Regions from separate parts of the Mus musculus genome. Here region 2 is linked to region 1. The links are chromatin contacts, called in public promoter capture Hi-C maps. All regions are on one chromosome and are shown on one strand. The core of a region is the stretch at or near the end of the contact, and the rest is flanking DNA. Distances in the headings are between cores, read along the strand shown. Region 1 holds the start of Tmem81 (transmembrane protein 81). Region 2 overlaps Nfasc (neurofascin).

Region 1 (2,708 bases), core at 100-2,599:
AATTGAATGGATTTGTACAATAAGTGTTTGAAATTTTCTGAAAATCCAAAGTCAGGAAGCCAAGTGTGCGAAGGGTTAGTGACGCCTCTGGCAATAGCTTTGGCTTGCCCTGGGCCATACTCTGTCAGCACTGAAAGGAGGTTTAAATACTATGCTAATTGTGAAATCTCTTATCAGTTGGTGGAGGCTCCTTCAGACAGCCAAACCCGTTGATTACATTGTACTGTGGTAGATGTGACAGGGACACGCTGGAAGTTTCTAGTTCTGTTGCTCCTGTGCTGCTTCCAAGTGTGAGTGAGACCAATGGTTGTGATTGGTAAGTGGCTCACGGGATGTTTTTATTTGTAGACATTACCTCCATGTCATGTCTCTGTACAGCACACTGCAGTGGTGTGCAAGCTGATGCAGGGGTTTCTGCCTTCCCTGTGTGAAGTGGCTTGATTTCCCTCCATCTGGATGCTAATGCTGTGTCCCATTTCCATTAATGAGCTACTGAGTAAATCAGCTCAAACCCTGCCAGATTGTCTCTGGCAGCAGCTCCTAATAATTATTTATGCTTTGGGAATCTTTTTGTCGGCTTCTAGAACCTTCCGTCCACTCTCAGCTTAGGTTTTTGATTTGTGTAATATATGTATATTCTTTTTCCTTGCTGTCGTCCTCCCTGCCTCTCCGTTTTGTTTCTTAAAATGTTCTGTAGTTTTGTACAAGATGAGACTTAGCCTTGGGTACTTCTTGCTAAAGCTTTAATGCTTTGTAAATAAAATTGGATGTTTATTAAACCACAAGTATACATGCTTGTTTGTAAACACTGCCTGCTTCTGGAACTCAGCAGCCATCTTTGTGTTTGTACAGTAGAAAATACGTGTGGATTTTAGATCTTTCTCTGTGGTCATTTGGATCTGGAAAGGTCAGGCAGTTTGGAGTCCTTCCGTTGTCCAAACTAGAAATAAATGATTTGAGCCAAAAGCTGATGTTAATGAAAACAGTCACATAGGGTTTTCTTATTATAAGCTTTGAAGAGGCCACAGTGCTAGGCATTCAGGGAGGTTATAGTAGTGCACCTAGAGGTTCTAGCCTTCCAAGGATCTTTGTTAGTCTAAATGTAGTTAATATTCTTCCTTGTTAATCCTGTTCTCTGATGAAGTAATTTTAACATCAATACAGAATAGTTGTTATCTCATAAAGAATAAGATATCTCAGAGACTCAAGTAGTATGGTTTCAAAGATTACCAAATCTGTCTGCTTGCTACTCTGTTCTGTCGCTAAGAACCCATCTTTAGCATCATAGCTGCTTCATAGCAACCTTCATTGATGCGAACAATGAGCTCTTCTGTGCTGCGGGGGTAAATAGAGCAGACCAGAGTCAGGCAGCACCAGTCCGCCTCACACTAGGCAGGTCCTGATTCACTTAGAACAGGACGAGCTGCCTCTGCCATAGCGTACTCACTTGCTCCTTTGGAAGGGTGTGTTGGACTAAGTCTCTAACCTGGGCTGGTCTCACATGGGTGTATAGCTGAAGCTGACCTGGAACTTGTGATCTTCGTGAGTGCTGGGAGAAGGGCTGTGCAAACTCCCAGTTTATGTGGTGATGGGGATCAAAACCGAGCTTCATGCAGGTGCAGAACGCGTGCTGCCACACTCCACTAAAGCTTTTTCTTTTCAGGAGACAGGTCTTAGAGTTAGCCCGTTTAGCCCAGGCTAGCCTTGAATTTGCCAGCAGTCCTGCCTCTTTGAGGCTGCTGTCACCATACCTTGCTTTCCATTTCTTTGAAAGTCTATACAGTGAAGGTAGTTAAACCTGGGAATGGGGCTTTCAGGTGCAGTGTTCAAAGGGACCTACCTGAAATGGACAAGGGGGGAGTCACGTGGCTCCAGCCCAGAGTTGTCTGTTTTTTTCAAGACGGTTTCTTGGTGTAACAGCGCTGGTTATCCTGGAACTCGATCTGTGGACCAGGCTGGCCTTGAATTCACAGAGATCCACCTGCCTCTGTCTCCTGAGTTCTGGGATCAAAGGTATGCGCCACCAGGCCCAGCCAAAGTTATCTTTCTAATAGAGGTGGTTTAGGAATATTCACAGTAAATTATTCAAGATATTCGAATTAACATCCTAGCCCAACCTTGCCTCACCCCTTTTGTAAGACTGGTTTTGTATCTGATCAGATTTAGTACGGGACTTTGAAACTCTCCCACAGTTTGGGAGGGAGGGAAAGAGTTAGCTTATACACCTGGGTAACATGGAAATTCACTTCAGCTTCTCAGGTCTTTTCCTTTTTTCCTTCTAAAGCCTGTGGGTTTAAGTTCATTAGGAAGCGACCAGAATTGTGCCCTGGAAGACGCCCCTGGCAGGCTTAAGCAAGCAAGCTTAGAGAGTCAAGCGACAATACTGTAAAAAGTCTTCCTGCCTGTGGCCTTACCTAAGACTATGGACCCCGCTTCTGTGCACATCTGTGCATGTGTCTGTTTTGCTGACAACTGTACATTATAATCTCTCAATGCTCAGGGCTATTCCAAGCTGGAGGCTCTGTTGTGGTACAATAGAACATTCATCTGGAATGCCTGCTAGTAAAATACTGAGTCATGAAGACTGGGGCCATCGTTTTTATCCTTAGGAGTCTGTTATCAATAACCTACCTGCCTTTGGTGTTGATGACACTGGACATCCCTGAGGAGCTACAAAAAGCCGTGGGGAGAGTCATTGTCAATGCCAC
Region 2 (2,708 bases), core at 87-2,586, 89 kb after region 1:
GGTATGGCCAGGTGCTAGATGCAACCCTGAGGATGCTAAGTGGTGTTCAGGGCGTCATGCTCTACCCCACCGGAGCTAGGCGGGTTGTCGTTATTCCACCTGGGGCTTAGAGACCTAACACATTTCTATCCATAATCAAGGGCTTGCCATATAAGAGGTGTCTGCAAGGCACAATTCAGGCAGAGTGTTATATTCCAGCTTTTCCCCCCAGGATTTGTCCTACCCTGGCTGGGCTAAGTGATCCTCTACGATGCCAGGAATTGAGGATAAAAATGTAGGTGGTGCAGGAGCAGCCAATTCTAGGCAACAAGATCCCCTGCAAGATGCTTGATAGTAGGGCAAGGGACCGTCCCAGGCTCATATGTTCAAAGTATGATGGCGCTGAAGGCCCTGGGGCTCTGAAAGCATGTGATCTGGTTTTCTGCTGCCTCAGTTTTCCCCATTAGTTGTAGTTCATAAGATTAGGAACACAAATATGATTGAGAGCTCTAGAATAGATCTCTGAACAATTTCCACAAATCCAAAACCATCTCTGTTCTCTGGAGTTGCAGGAATTCCCCCATCATGGTCACTGGGGTTGGACAAAGTGGCTTTGTCTGCTGCCCTGAGGCGGGAAGAGAGGCTTTCTGGACATCTCTAGAAGTACAGAGAGAGTGTACCCTAGTCTGTCAGTCTCTGGTAGCAGCCCTAACCAACTTCCTGAATGTCCAGGGGTTGGAAGAGGACACCAGGATCGGGAGTTTGTTGTGTGACTACTCCTTATCTAGGAGACCAGAGAGGGACACAGGGGGCTGACAGTCCTTTCCCAACTGCTGCTGCAGCTGTACAAGAATACTGTGCTGAAGCAGCAGGGCCTGGCCGTCCCCTTAGGAAGCACAGCGCTCTCCTGGGACACAGATGAGAATGCTCAGAAGAGCACATCTGGATCAGGAGGAGACCACAGGACCTCATGGGAGACAGGCACTAGTCACGATCATATGACAGTCCCAGGAATACTTATTCACATCGCCCTTTTGGTCTCCCCTTACATATTGAATCTCCCCAAACTTCCTGCCCTTGGCAACACCTTCATTCAGGCAGAAAGACAAAGAACCATTATTGAGGACGTCTCTAGACATTGTGAACTTCTTACTATCTTTATCTCCCTTGCTACTGGTGCAGTGCCTGGCTTGGTACATGAGGGTGGGTCCTCAAAAAAATTACTGTTGCATAGACTATTGTCTCTCTGGAGAGGTAGAGAGTGCTCACCATTTATAAGGCGCTGCCAGTATTGAGGCTTTTAGGGTCCAATTTTTTGGGAGGTTACACTGAAACCAGCAATGCATGCAAATGAGCCGAGAGCGCCCTCTACTGTACACTCAGGTCAGGCACAGCTCTGGCTTGGGATCTTAGAGGTTAGAACTGGCCTTGACTGAGTTCACTTGCTGTTTGTGAAGCTGGCTTGGCAAGAGTTGTTCCCAGCTCCCACCTCTCTGCAACCAGACACCTCATCTTATTCATGTTGTAAAGGGAGAACATATTATTTCCTGCTCTGCTTTTGATCCAGGCAAGCACTTTGCCCTATCTCCTTGGCTCTCTATGCCCTTGGCAAAAGACAGGATGTTCCCAGAGTCCTCAGGGAGGACTCTCAGTAGATGAGCAGTTTGACTCTTTGGAGTTCATCAGGATGGTTATTTCTCATGTCCCCCTGATTGCCTGTCGTCTCACATGTCCTTCCTTATTCCCCTGCAAGGACAGATAGTTGATAAGTAGCTGAGTAAGTCAGGGCAAAGTGGAGGACCAGTCCGCCTGTACATCTAAGAGTGATGATCTTTCCCGATACACTACTGATATCTCTCAGTACCCAAGTCAGGCTGTCTCCTGCAGTGGGCCTGAGGTTCTGTGGCCTCACTTCCTTTCTAGCCGGGAAGGCCAAACCCAGCTTCTGGTGTGTTTCTCTAGGTGTCTAGATTAGTTAGGGCCTTTTACTCCAAGGACTGCCACCGTGGACCTACCTTCATTTGGAGGTGCTGGGGACTCCTCTGTGGCTGCTTCTCCAGAGCCCACCTGTGTCCTGGCACTGAGGGAGAAGCGGTAACGCGACACTGGGTCTGCTCTCTGCACAGAGAACTTGGTCTGATTGGGAGAGAAGTTTTCCACCATCTGCTTTCCCAGTTTGGTTCCATTAACTGGGGAGAGAGACAAGTGGGAGGTTTGATAGGACAGCTTTCGGAGTTTCTGGAAGAGGAATGTGGCCCCTGCCCAGCAATACTCAAGACCTGATTTAAAGGCGGGCATCGGGACCTCCCACTATAAGTACTGAGGAACTTCCAGTGTTCCTCAGGGTTCACATTTGTCACTGAGCCCAGCGTCTCTAGCCTCCTGAAAGTCTCGTGGCCAATTCTAAAAGCTCAGCTTGCACTTCCCAAGCCCCCGGTCAAGGTCAAATCTTTGGAATTCTTCTCTTCTGTCCAAATAGAACCGGGGAAATCCCCCAGGGCCTTGATTGCTACTGCCTCTTTTGTAAAAGACCACACTTTCTTCAATACAGGAGGGTAAAGGTCAGATCCAGAGATCAATTCAGAACAGCATGGAAGACACACTGCTAAAGTGTCAGTAACAGGTCCCTGGCCCTTTGGGCTTCCCAGAGAGGGGCAGCACTGTCTACACTGGACGTCTTAACATTGTTGAAGTGTGATGGCATCCCTGTTCCTATGGAGACTCCTGAG

What was found. Promoter capture Hi-C pulls out the DNA fragments that hold promoters and counts their contacts.
Region 2: a promoter capture Hi-C map of trophoblast stem cells shows a contact between it and region 1, with 3 times the contacts expected there. The contact joins the enhancer-like site here to the promoter of Tmem81 in region 1. A contact is called at or near these places in 14 of 39 promoter capture datasets (the 3T3-L1 cell line, HPC-7-derived erythroid cells, Sertoli cells and 7 more), 10 of 484 Hi-C or Micro-C datasets (the G1E-ER4 cell line, cerebellar granule neurons, cerebellum and 5 more), 2 of 115 datasets of contacts at active chromatin or transcription factors (cardiomyocytes and embryonic stem cells) and 3 of 9 other capture datasets (adipose tissue, liver and pancreatic islet).

Annotation. Positions count from the first base shown.
Region 1 is chr1:132,504,881-132,507,588 of GRCm38.p6, forward strand. It overlaps Tmem81 (transmembrane protein 81), which reads left to right and starts at 1,350. Exons shown (of 2, transcript NM_029025.3): 1 at 1,350-1,616; 2 at 2,285-2,708. The coding sequence starts at 2,578. It overlaps Rbbp5 (retinoblastoma binding protein 5, histone lysine methyltransferase complex subunit), which reads left to right. Exons shown (of 14, transcript NM_172517.2): 14 at 1-785.
Region 2 is chr1:132,593,490-132,596,197 of GRCm38.p6, forward strand. It overlaps Nfasc (neurofascin), which reads right to left. Exons shown (of 30, transcript NM_182716.4): 23 at 1,995-2,168. Among named protein-coding and RNA genes, the nearest start is that of Gm51646, 47 kb to the left of the region's middle. Within about 2 kb of position 1,337, at least 21 of the 459 cell types and tissues checked have an H3K27ac peak or open chromatin away from gene starts, as enhancers often do. A contact at or near this core is called in Sertoli cells, cerebellum and trophoblast stem cells, where this site is marked.